Regions from separate parts of the Mus musculus genome. Here regions 1 and 3 are each linked to region 2. Evidence: chromatin contacts called from public promoter capture Hi-C data. All regions are on one chromosome and are shown on one strand. The core of a region is the stretch at or near the end of the contact, and the rest is flanking DNA. Distances in the headings are between cores, read along the strand shown. Region 1 has its middle 24 kb from the start of Fscn1. Region 2 overlaps Tnrc18 (trinucleotide repeat containing 18). Region 3 overlaps Rnf216 (ring finger protein 216).

Region 1 (2,955 bases), core at 245-2,744, 140 kb after region 2:
ACACAAAATAAATAAATCTTAAAAAAACAAAAACAAAAACAAAAAACAAAAAACACGGTCTAACTGCATAGCCTTGGCTTCCCTGAAACTCTCCATGTGGAACAGGCCCCTTGAACTCATCAGAGTTCCCGCCTGTCTCTGCCTTTCAGGTGCTGAAATTCTATGTGCACCCCACACCTGGCTACTGTTTAACTCTGCCCTTTTATTGATTGATTGATTGATTGATTGGTTGATTTATAAGACAAGGTCTCTCAGGTTGGTCTCTAACTCACAGAGCTCTTCCTGCCCCTGCCTTCCTAATGCTGTGCCACCATGCCTGGCTTATTTTTTTTTATTTCTTATTTAGTCATTTTGCATTTTTGAGACAGATTCTCACATAGGCCAGGCTACCCTGGAGCTTGCTATGTAGCTGAGGCTGGGCTCGCACTTTTCATCCTCCTGCCTCTTCTTCTCAAGTGCTGGGATGACAGATGTGCACCAGCTCCTTCAGGCATGACTATCCTGTCTGCGCTGTTTGTTCTGAGATAGGTTCTTAAAATGTAGCCCAGGCTGGTATGGAACTTGATATGTAGACCAGGCTGGCCTTGAACTCACAGAGATTTGCCTGCCTCTGTCTCCCACAGTACTGGGATTAAAGGTCTGTGCCACCATGCCCGGCATTATTATTAAGTTGTGTTTCAAAGCGTGCTTCTGTGAAGGGTTTCTCCTAGGTGACCCATAGGAAGGTCCACCACAGGCCGGTTGAGCTCTGGTGCCTCCTATTGGCAAACCCTAACAGGAAGCTGGCCGCCAGGGATTCTGGGAGATGTAGTTTATCGTTGCATCCTGTGGCCCAGAGGAGACTAGCGGATCTGAAGCTGGGAGCCAATAGCTCTGAGCAGGCCATTAGGGACATTTTACTCTGGATCTAACAAGTCCCTATGCTGCTACCCAGTTGCATGGATCTGGACACACAGCTGCCCACTAACATTACTCCACACACGGGCACTTTTGAGTTTGTGCCTGGACAATTTTGCCCATCCAAGCTATATGGACTTGCAGATGTCTCCTTGCTGGACCAGGGACTTTGACTGTGACAGTGGACTCACTGTCTTGGCTTGCAGGTGATCCAGACACAGAGCACAGGTAGTGCAAGGGTCCTGTGGTGGTAGGTGGCTTTGGGTAGAGGTGCCCTTGTTCCTCACTCAGCCTTAGTTCTCACACATGAGCGTAACAACGTTAAGAGTGATTCTTGCTGGATTTCTGTCTGAGCGTTGGGCACCCAGCTTTGTGCGGCGCTTGAAAACAAATGCAAGCTCTCCAGGTCCGATTCCAACTTGTCCTCCTTAGGGAAGACGTCCACCATTGCTAGGAGGACAATTACAGGCTGGGCTCAGCTCTGGGGTTTACTTTTCTTAGGGACGGAAGAAAAGAGGGCCCCACTCTTTGAATTCCACGTAGTTCAGACCTCGAATCGCCTCTCCGGGATAGGCTGCTATGTTCACGGCAGCCGCCAGGTGGCGACAGAGACGCGCCCATCGACTCAGGCTGGGCGGGGCTGTACCTGCCTATGCGGAGAACTGCAGGGGAGACGCCCACAGACCCATTTAGGAGGAAGAATTCTGAGTTCTAAAAGGCAAAATATCCCAGGCCTGGTTGTGAAGGCCTTTAATCCTAAGGCTTAGGAGGCCGAGGCAGGCCGATCTCTATGAGTTTGAGGCCAGCCTGGTCTGCCTAGTAAGTTCCAAGACAGCCAGGGCTATGTAGGTATGTAAAGAGATTCTGTCTAGATGACCTGAGTTTAATCCTTGGTATGCACACGAAAAACTGGATTCAGGGCCATGCATCTGTAACCCCAGAACTCCTATAGCAAGACGAGAGAATGAGACAGGAGAATCTCCAGGAAACTGGCTCGCTGGCCAGCTAGCCTAGATAGGGGAAGAGTAGCAGCAGAGAAGAGATACAGGAAATGTTCCTGTGCTGGGTGTGTACACTGGCGATGTGGCACAAGCCTGTGACACAGGCTTATAGGAGGCAGGGGCCAGCAGTCTCTATGGGGCGCCAGGAGTCCAGCTTTTCTTTTCTTTTCTTTTTTTTTTTTTTTTTGGTTTTTCGAGACAGGGGTTCTCTATGTAGCCCTGGCTGTCCTGGAACTCACTTTGTAGACCAGGCTGGCCTCGAACTCAGAAATTCGCCTGCCTCTGCCTCCTGAGGCTGGGATTAAAGGCGTGCACCACCACGCCTGGCTTTTTAAAAAGATTTATTTATTGTTATATGTAATTACACTGTAGCTGTCTTCAAACATACCAGAAGAGAGCATCAGATCCCATTACAGATGGTTGTGAGCCACCATATGGTCGCTGGGAATTGAACTCAGGACCTTCGGAAAAACAGTCAATGCTCTTAACCACTGAGCCATCTCTCCAGCTCGAGTCCAGCTGAACACCTAAATCAAGCCCCCATGTTATATGTGTGTGTGTGTGATCATATATCATATAGCCTAGGCTACCCCTCAAACTCTGTAAGAAGGCGAAGATGACCCTGAACTCCTGTCACTTGCTTCTACCTTCTGAATATTGGAAGTAAAGGCCTGTCTTGCTTGGCCTTTACTTGCTATTGTTGTGACAGGGCCTCTCTGTGTAGTCCTTGCTGTCCTAGAGCTCCCTATGTAGACTAGGCTAACCTTGAACTTACAGAGATCAACCTCTCATTGCCTACCGAGGGCTGGGATTATAGGTATGTTACAGGCTGGCCTCAGACCCGTATCATGCCTTCTCCCTCAGCCTCCCCTTTTTTTATTTTTCCCAAAGATTTATTTATTTGTATTTATATGAGTACACTGTAGCTATCTTTCAGACACACACCAGAAGCATACATTGGATCTCATCACAGATAGTTGTGAGCCACCATGTGGTTGCTGGGAATTGAACTCAGGACCTCTGGAAGAGCAGTCAGTGCCCTTAACCATTGAGCCAT
Region 2 (3,020 bases), core at 350-2,849:
AGATCAGGGAACAACCACACAGGTAAGGCTTTTGTCTTTTACCAAGTAACCATGGGAACAGGACTGAGCAGCAGAGGAGGAGGAGCCAGTGGGCTGGGGTGAGAGGCTGCAGGCAGAGGCATGAATGGCTTGTGCAAAGGCCCTGTGGTAACAAAATAAGCGCTAAGTGCTAGAGGGGACACCTGGATGCCATGGTGAAAAAAGGTGTTGAGAATGGTGTTGGAGACATTAAATTGCCATCACCGTGAGGACAGTGGCCCAGCAGCCCTCGGCCCCTCCCAGCTGGCCCACTCCTTACCTTCATGGGCGTGGGCAGCCCACAGCTGTACCATGGGCAGGTTGCTGGGAGTGGGGGAGTGGAAGGAGAGGTCAGAGGGCAAGGATACCGGGCTCCCCTGAGACGAGGCCGAGGGCCCCATCCCGCTGGACACAAAGCTGCCTAAGAAGGCCTCGCCTGCAGAGAAAAGGGAGGGGGTCCCTGTCAGGCAGCCAGTAAACCAGGCCATGCTACCTGGACCATCATCCCAAGGCCCTCCACTGCATAAAGTCTTCACAGAGAGATCAAGAGGCACCACTTGGCCAACCCCAGACACACCCTATGGGTCTAATCACCATAGTGACCAAGAAAGAAGGCCAGACTCCCTGGGCCCCAAGGCCCAGAACCCCAGAGAACGCTTTTAATACTGTGGCTGCAGATGGAAGAAAGCCTGAGTCAGTCAGGATGGGGGGTGGGGGGCACCTTTAAGGACTGCCCAGGCCAGAGTAAGGGAAGCAATGGTCACAGAGAAAGAGCTCATAGTCTGAGCTCAATGCAGGACACTGTCCAGAGACCAGCGTCCCCAAGGAGCTCACGGTCACCCAGGATGTGGAGGAGCTTCTGGGTGTCTAATGACTGCAGATGCCCAGATATGCAACAGAGGCCCAGCAAGGAAAAGCCTCAGCTCAGCTGAGGAGCAACTCCCAGCACACCGAGCAGGGCATCTCAGAGCCCAGCATAACAAGCCTGATGATAGGTAGAGCGAATCACAAAGGAAAAAGAAAACAGAAGACGCCAGGACAGCTGACAAGCATATAAATAGCAGCCTTGGAAGCTGAGGCCAAAGGGCTGAAAGTTCTAAGTTAGCCTGGACTATGAGGTGAGCCCGGTTTATAAAAAAAGATGGATCCTATCATGATACCCCGAATCTGTTATTAAAAAAACCCAAAGTCAATCTGGGGATGCAGAGTGCCTGCCTAGGAGACATGAGGGACTAGGTTCAAACTTTAGCACCCCCAAACAAACAAACAAACAAACAAAAACAAGGTAGGACGGAGGCATATATTGAACAGGAATTATATAACAGATACGCTAGTTTTCGCTAGTTTTAGGAATAATAATAGTAAATAGGCCAGATGTTCCATGGGTGATTCAAACTCTCTCCAGGGCACCCAGCAGGAGAGGGTGTGGAGCCCTGAACACATGGCTGGGTCCAGCACTCTAGCCAAGCACCCACCAGGTGCCCATTCTAGTTGGTCTCCAGAGGAAAGCTGTGTTAAGTTCTCCAGAGCCTTCTCTAGTCCCTAAGAGGTGGGCACTGTTTGCAGACAGCAGCAGACAGGATGTGTGGCTCAGATGCCAGCAGCGGGTCTAAGCCACAGAGATCTCACAGACTCTGCCCACATACATATGCACTTCAGTTTCTGAGTTCCTGAGAGCCCTCCCATGTAAGCCCTATACAAAGTGTCCACTGACTGCCTCCCTAGGGGGATAGGACTCCAAAATATGCCCCCAGGCCCTTGGGGGCACACATGGGTAAACTGAGTAAGAGCAGAAGCTAGAGATCTCACACACACCCTCGGATCACATGCCTGTCACCATGGCCTATGCAGCCACCATCGCTGAAGCCCAGTCCCTCACCAGAATCCAGCACCAACGCCCGTGGCCCAAGGGCCCTTGTAGCCGGTCAGCACATCCATGTAGCCTAAGCCTGGGAAGGTAAGGCCTCTGGGCCCTGCCAAACCCTAGGCTTCCTCCTTGATGTGGCAGACGGCCGGTAGAAGGCTCCGGAAGCCAATAGCCAGGGGTTTGCGCAAAGGCTTACGTCAGCCACCAGTTCTTCCTGCCTGGGCTGTGCGGAAGCAGAGGGCCCAGGCCTGCCCCTGCCTGGGCTTGTGAAACCCAGCAAGCAGCACTCCAGTCCAAAGAAGCGTTGAGGCCCGGATGCCACCAACGATTCCTGTCACCACAGGGGCTCTAAGTGGCCTCAACTACCTCCTCCCAGGCTGGGGGTAGTGATAGCTGGGGGTCCCAGCGACCAGGCAAGCCATAGATGATGCTCTCTGGTCACAGAGTTGCAGTCCTAAAGCAGGCACAAAACCAGGAGTGGTGGCATAGGACAGTCACTAGAACTACTTCAGGAGGCTGAGGCAAAAGGATGGAAAGTTAGTTCAGAACCACTCTGGACTGGAGTGAGTCAACGCTAGTCACAGCAAACTCAGACAGTCTCCATAAAAGGTAGAAAGAGCTGGGAAGGACAGCTCAGCAATAAAGACCCAGCCTAGAATTCCTCAATAAGGTGTTTGGGGTGTCTGTGGTAGAGCCCCTGCCTAGCATTCCCCAGTGAAGGGCCAGGGTGTGACTCAGTGGTAGAGGCCCTGCCTAGAATCCCCCAGTGAAGGGCTGGGGTGTGGCCCAGTGGTAGAGCCCCTGCCTAGAATCCCCCAGTGAAGGGCTGGGATGTGGCTCCGTGGTAGAGCACCTGCCTAGAATCCCCCAGTGAGGGGCTGGGGTGTGGCCCAGTGGTAGAGCACACACCTAGCACAATCAAGGCTCTGGGTTCCATCCACAGAACCTTAAATAGCTCCTACATAACAGTCACGTCAAGTCTATGACCCTGCCTGACATCCTCAGCAAAGCCACAAGCATAGCTGCATCTGTCAGGTACAGGACTGGATAAATGAACAACATACACCGACAGAGAAGACCAAGGAGCAGCAGACGCTCCATGCTGTGGGACATGGTAGCCACTGACCGCGTGTCG
Region 3 (2,950 bases), core at 90-2,589, 250 kb after region 2:
TCCAGTCCATAGCTAGTGCTTTTCTCCCCCTCTGGAAAGGGAAAGGCACTGTGCAGCTATCTTAGCAGCAGCAACAGCACTTGCTTCAATGGGCATCCAAGGTTGTTGAAGGCACCTCATGAATGGAAAGTAAAACAACTAAAACTTCTGTGGCTCCTGCCCTCTAGTAAACTGAATGATAAATATCATTATTCCTGAGGTAGACACAGGAGGACACAGTAAAACAACCACTTTATTAGACCTTTGTTGTTATTGAGGCAGGGTCTTACTGTGAAGTTCTGACAGCCCAAGAACTCTTAGACCTTGCTGGCCTCAAATTCAAAAAGATTCTCTCCAGAGGGCTGGGATTAAAAATTCCTGATGTGGGTTTTCTGAATACACATGCTCAAACACATTCTCTAAGTCAGGTAACTTATTTAGTTCTCCAAGAGGAAAAAGGCTTGGGTACACAGGCAAGTTTGTGAAGGGTTGAGGATTCTTTACCACACAGGCCTTAGGGCAACTAGATAGGGCGTGGGGTTGAACAGGGCAAATGTTCAGCAACTATGGCCTGTTTTTCCCAAGCACAGGTCTCCAAGTGACAAGTGACCTGAGGTCTCTCATGGGTTGTGAGTCACAACTCTGGACAGCACTGGCTCTCAAGTCACAGTGGACTTGGCAGGAGCCAAATCAGGCAAGAGCAGTGGACCTTCAGCTGCTTTGTTTCCTGTGGTCACAACCACCACACACACATGGATAGTTAAAGACAGAAATGAGCTGGGAAAAAATTTGCCCCTTCTCTATGCCCTCAGGACTCTGACTACATGGACTAAAGAGAGTCTTTGGAAGAGCAGGGGGTTGGCCTTAACTGTCAAGTTGACAGAGTCTAGAACTATCTGGGAGATGGGCCTCTGGACATGACTGTGGGGGATTATCTTGAGATATTGAGACCCATCTATTGTGGGTGGCACTAGGCTGGAGACCTAGAAAAAGAGCTGACCAGCAGCAAGCGTTCATCATGCTCAGCTTTCTAAACACAAAGCGAACACATCCTTCAAGCTCTAGCCACCCTGCCTCACCCACCATGATAACTGACCCTTGAACTGCAAGCAGACAAACCCTTTTTTGCATTGGGATTATATTTTATCACAGCAACAGGGAAAGAAGACACAGGGCTAGAGAAACTGCTCTGCTGCCCACTTCCCCAGGGCCAGGGCTTGCACACTAAGCACTGAAGCTGTAGCAAACAGCACTGAGAGAGGAACCCCATGAAGGCAGACAGAGACAAAGAGATGCTAAAAGCTGGAGGGGAGGGGCACTGAGGGGAAGCAAGAAGCCCAAAGCTGAGCCTGTCACAAGTCATGCTTCCTCCCCTTTCCTCTTACACTCCATCCAAATGGCAAGTCACCAAGGCTGCAAATGCCTATCTCAGGAGTAATTAAATCAAATGAATCTCAGGAGAAGAGCTTTAAATATTCAAAGCCCCATTAATCCTCATGCCTTGTAATTAAATATGCATGCTAAGAAGACCTGGACAAAAGCAAAAACACTTTCAAAATGTGCATTTTAAAAATCTGTAGCATTAGCATGTATTTCTGTCCTGACCTTGTGGAAACTATGTAAAAAATTCCATGAAGCATACACTGTAGAAATGGAGAGAAGAATGCAGATACAATCTTGGCCCATACTGAGCTTTAAAAATGTGCCTGAATAAACAGTTTTCTCCTCTCTCCCTCTCTCTCTCTCTCTGTAAGCCTAATTCCAGGGCCTAACTTGAGTAAGGCAAGTGACTGACTGCTGAGTCACACCTCAGCCTGCAAAGACTTACTTTTAAGGACTTAGAGATTTGAACTTGCAAATAATGACCCCTTTTCCTTCTTGCAATGTGACCTGGACCCAGCACCTTGGAAACTTCTTGTTTCTGCAGTTGAGCTCCTCTCACTTGAGTCCTGTTAAGCTCAGTGACTTCTCAGCCCTCGGGGCCTACCTTCTATGTGACAGTCAGCATGAGAGAAGACTGCTCCAACACAGCATCCTGGAGGAGAGCAGTAAGATGGCCAGCCTTCCCTTGCAGGAATAGTGTGTGCCTGAAAACCCCCAGGGAGACTTGGATTGCCACAAGCTCTCTGGTCTCTTTCCAGAGCCCAGAGCCCTGAGGAGGGATAGATGGAATAGGAAGGAATGGCACTCCTGTTTCTCTGGTGAGGAAGTCAGGGTGAATGTTCTGTTGATGACCACATAGTTCAGTTTTTGAATGTCTTTCCAATGAGCAGGAGTTGCTGCTGGGAACTACCAGAGCCATGGGCAGGCAGAGTCACCTACTGAGTGTTCCAGTGACAATTCTACTTCACTGCTCTGTTCTTTTTTTTTTTTTTTTAATTGGGTATTTATTTCGTTTACATTTCCAATGCTATCCCAAAAGTCCCTCACACGCTCCCCCACCTACTCCTCTACCCACCCACTCCCACTTCTTGGCCCTGGCGTTCCCCTGTACTGAGGCATATAAAGTTTGCAATGACCAATGGGCCTCTCTTTCCACTGATGGCCGACTAGGCCATCTTCTGATTGATATGCAGCTAGAGTCACGAGCTCTGAAGGGGTATTGGTTAGTTCATATTGTTGTTCCACCTATAGGATTGCAGATCCCTTCAGCTCCTTGGGTACTTTCTCTAGCTCCTCCATTGGGGGCCCTGTTATAAATCCAATAGCTGACTGTGAGCATCCACTTCTGTGTTTGCCAGGCCCCGGCATAGTCTCACAAGAGACAGCCTTCACTGCTCTGTTAGAATCATTCACTTATTTAGAATACAAGAGAAAGGTTTTTGGAAACTTGCCAGAGCAGCCATCAGACGCAGTGCTATTTGCAGCAACGGACTGTTTCCTACAGAAGGTCTTAAAGATGAAAGCACAGGCCCTGACCAGCCCAACTGGATTCATTGTCATGGTCAATTGATTGTGCCTGTCAGGAACG

The links. Capture Hi-C pulls out chosen DNA fragments and counts their contacts.
Region 1: a contact with region 2 is called in a promoter capture Hi-C map of liver. The contact joins two enhancer-like sites. A contact is called at or near these places in 2 of 484 Hi-C or Micro-C datasets (CD4 T cells and myeloid progenitors), 1 of 115 datasets of contacts at active chromatin or transcription factors (thymic regulatory T cells) and 2 of 9 other capture datasets (adipose tissue and liver).
Region 3: a promoter capture Hi-C map of adipose tissue shows a contact between it and region 2. The contact joins two enhancer-like sites. A contact is called at or near these places in 7 of 115 datasets of contacts at active chromatin or transcription factors (double positive thymocytes, embryonic basal ganglia, forebrain and 4 more) and 2 of 9 other capture datasets (adipose tissue and liver).

Annotation. Positions count from the first base shown.
Region 1 is chr5:142,935,012-142,937,966 of GRCm38.p6, forward strand. No RefSeq gene overlaps it. Among named protein-coding and RNA genes, the nearest start is that of Fscn1, 24 kb to the right of the region's middle. Within about 2 kb of position 1,495, at least 84 of the 459 cell types and tissues checked have an H3K27ac peak or open chromatin away from gene starts, as enhancers often do. A contact at or near this core is called in adipose tissue and liver, where this site is marked.
Region 2 is chr5:142,792,707-142,795,726 of GRCm38.p6, forward strand. The region is part of intron 2 of Tnrc18 (trinucleotide repeat containing 18); the gene reads right to left. Among named protein-coding and RNA genes, the nearest start is that of Gm31365, 18 kb to the right of the region's middle. Within about 2 kb of position 1,600, at least 173 of the 459 cell types and tissues checked have an H3K27ac peak or open chromatin away from gene starts, as enhancers often do. A contact at or near this core is called in adipose tissue, liver, microglia and 1 more, where this site is marked.
Region 3 is chr5:143,047,127-143,050,076 of GRCm38.p6, forward strand. The region is part of intron 13 of Rnf216 (ring finger protein 216); the gene reads right to left. It overlaps Gm43380 (a long non-coding RNA gene), which reads left to right. Exons shown (of 3, transcript XR_003955828.1): 2 at 1-2,950. Among named protein-coding and RNA genes, the nearest start is that of Gm43380, 9.6 kb to the left of the region's middle. Within about 2 kb of position 1,340, at least 145 of the 459 cell types and tissues checked have an H3K27ac peak or open chromatin away from gene starts, as enhancers often do. A contact at or near this core is called in adipose tissue, liver, microglia and 1 more, where this site is marked.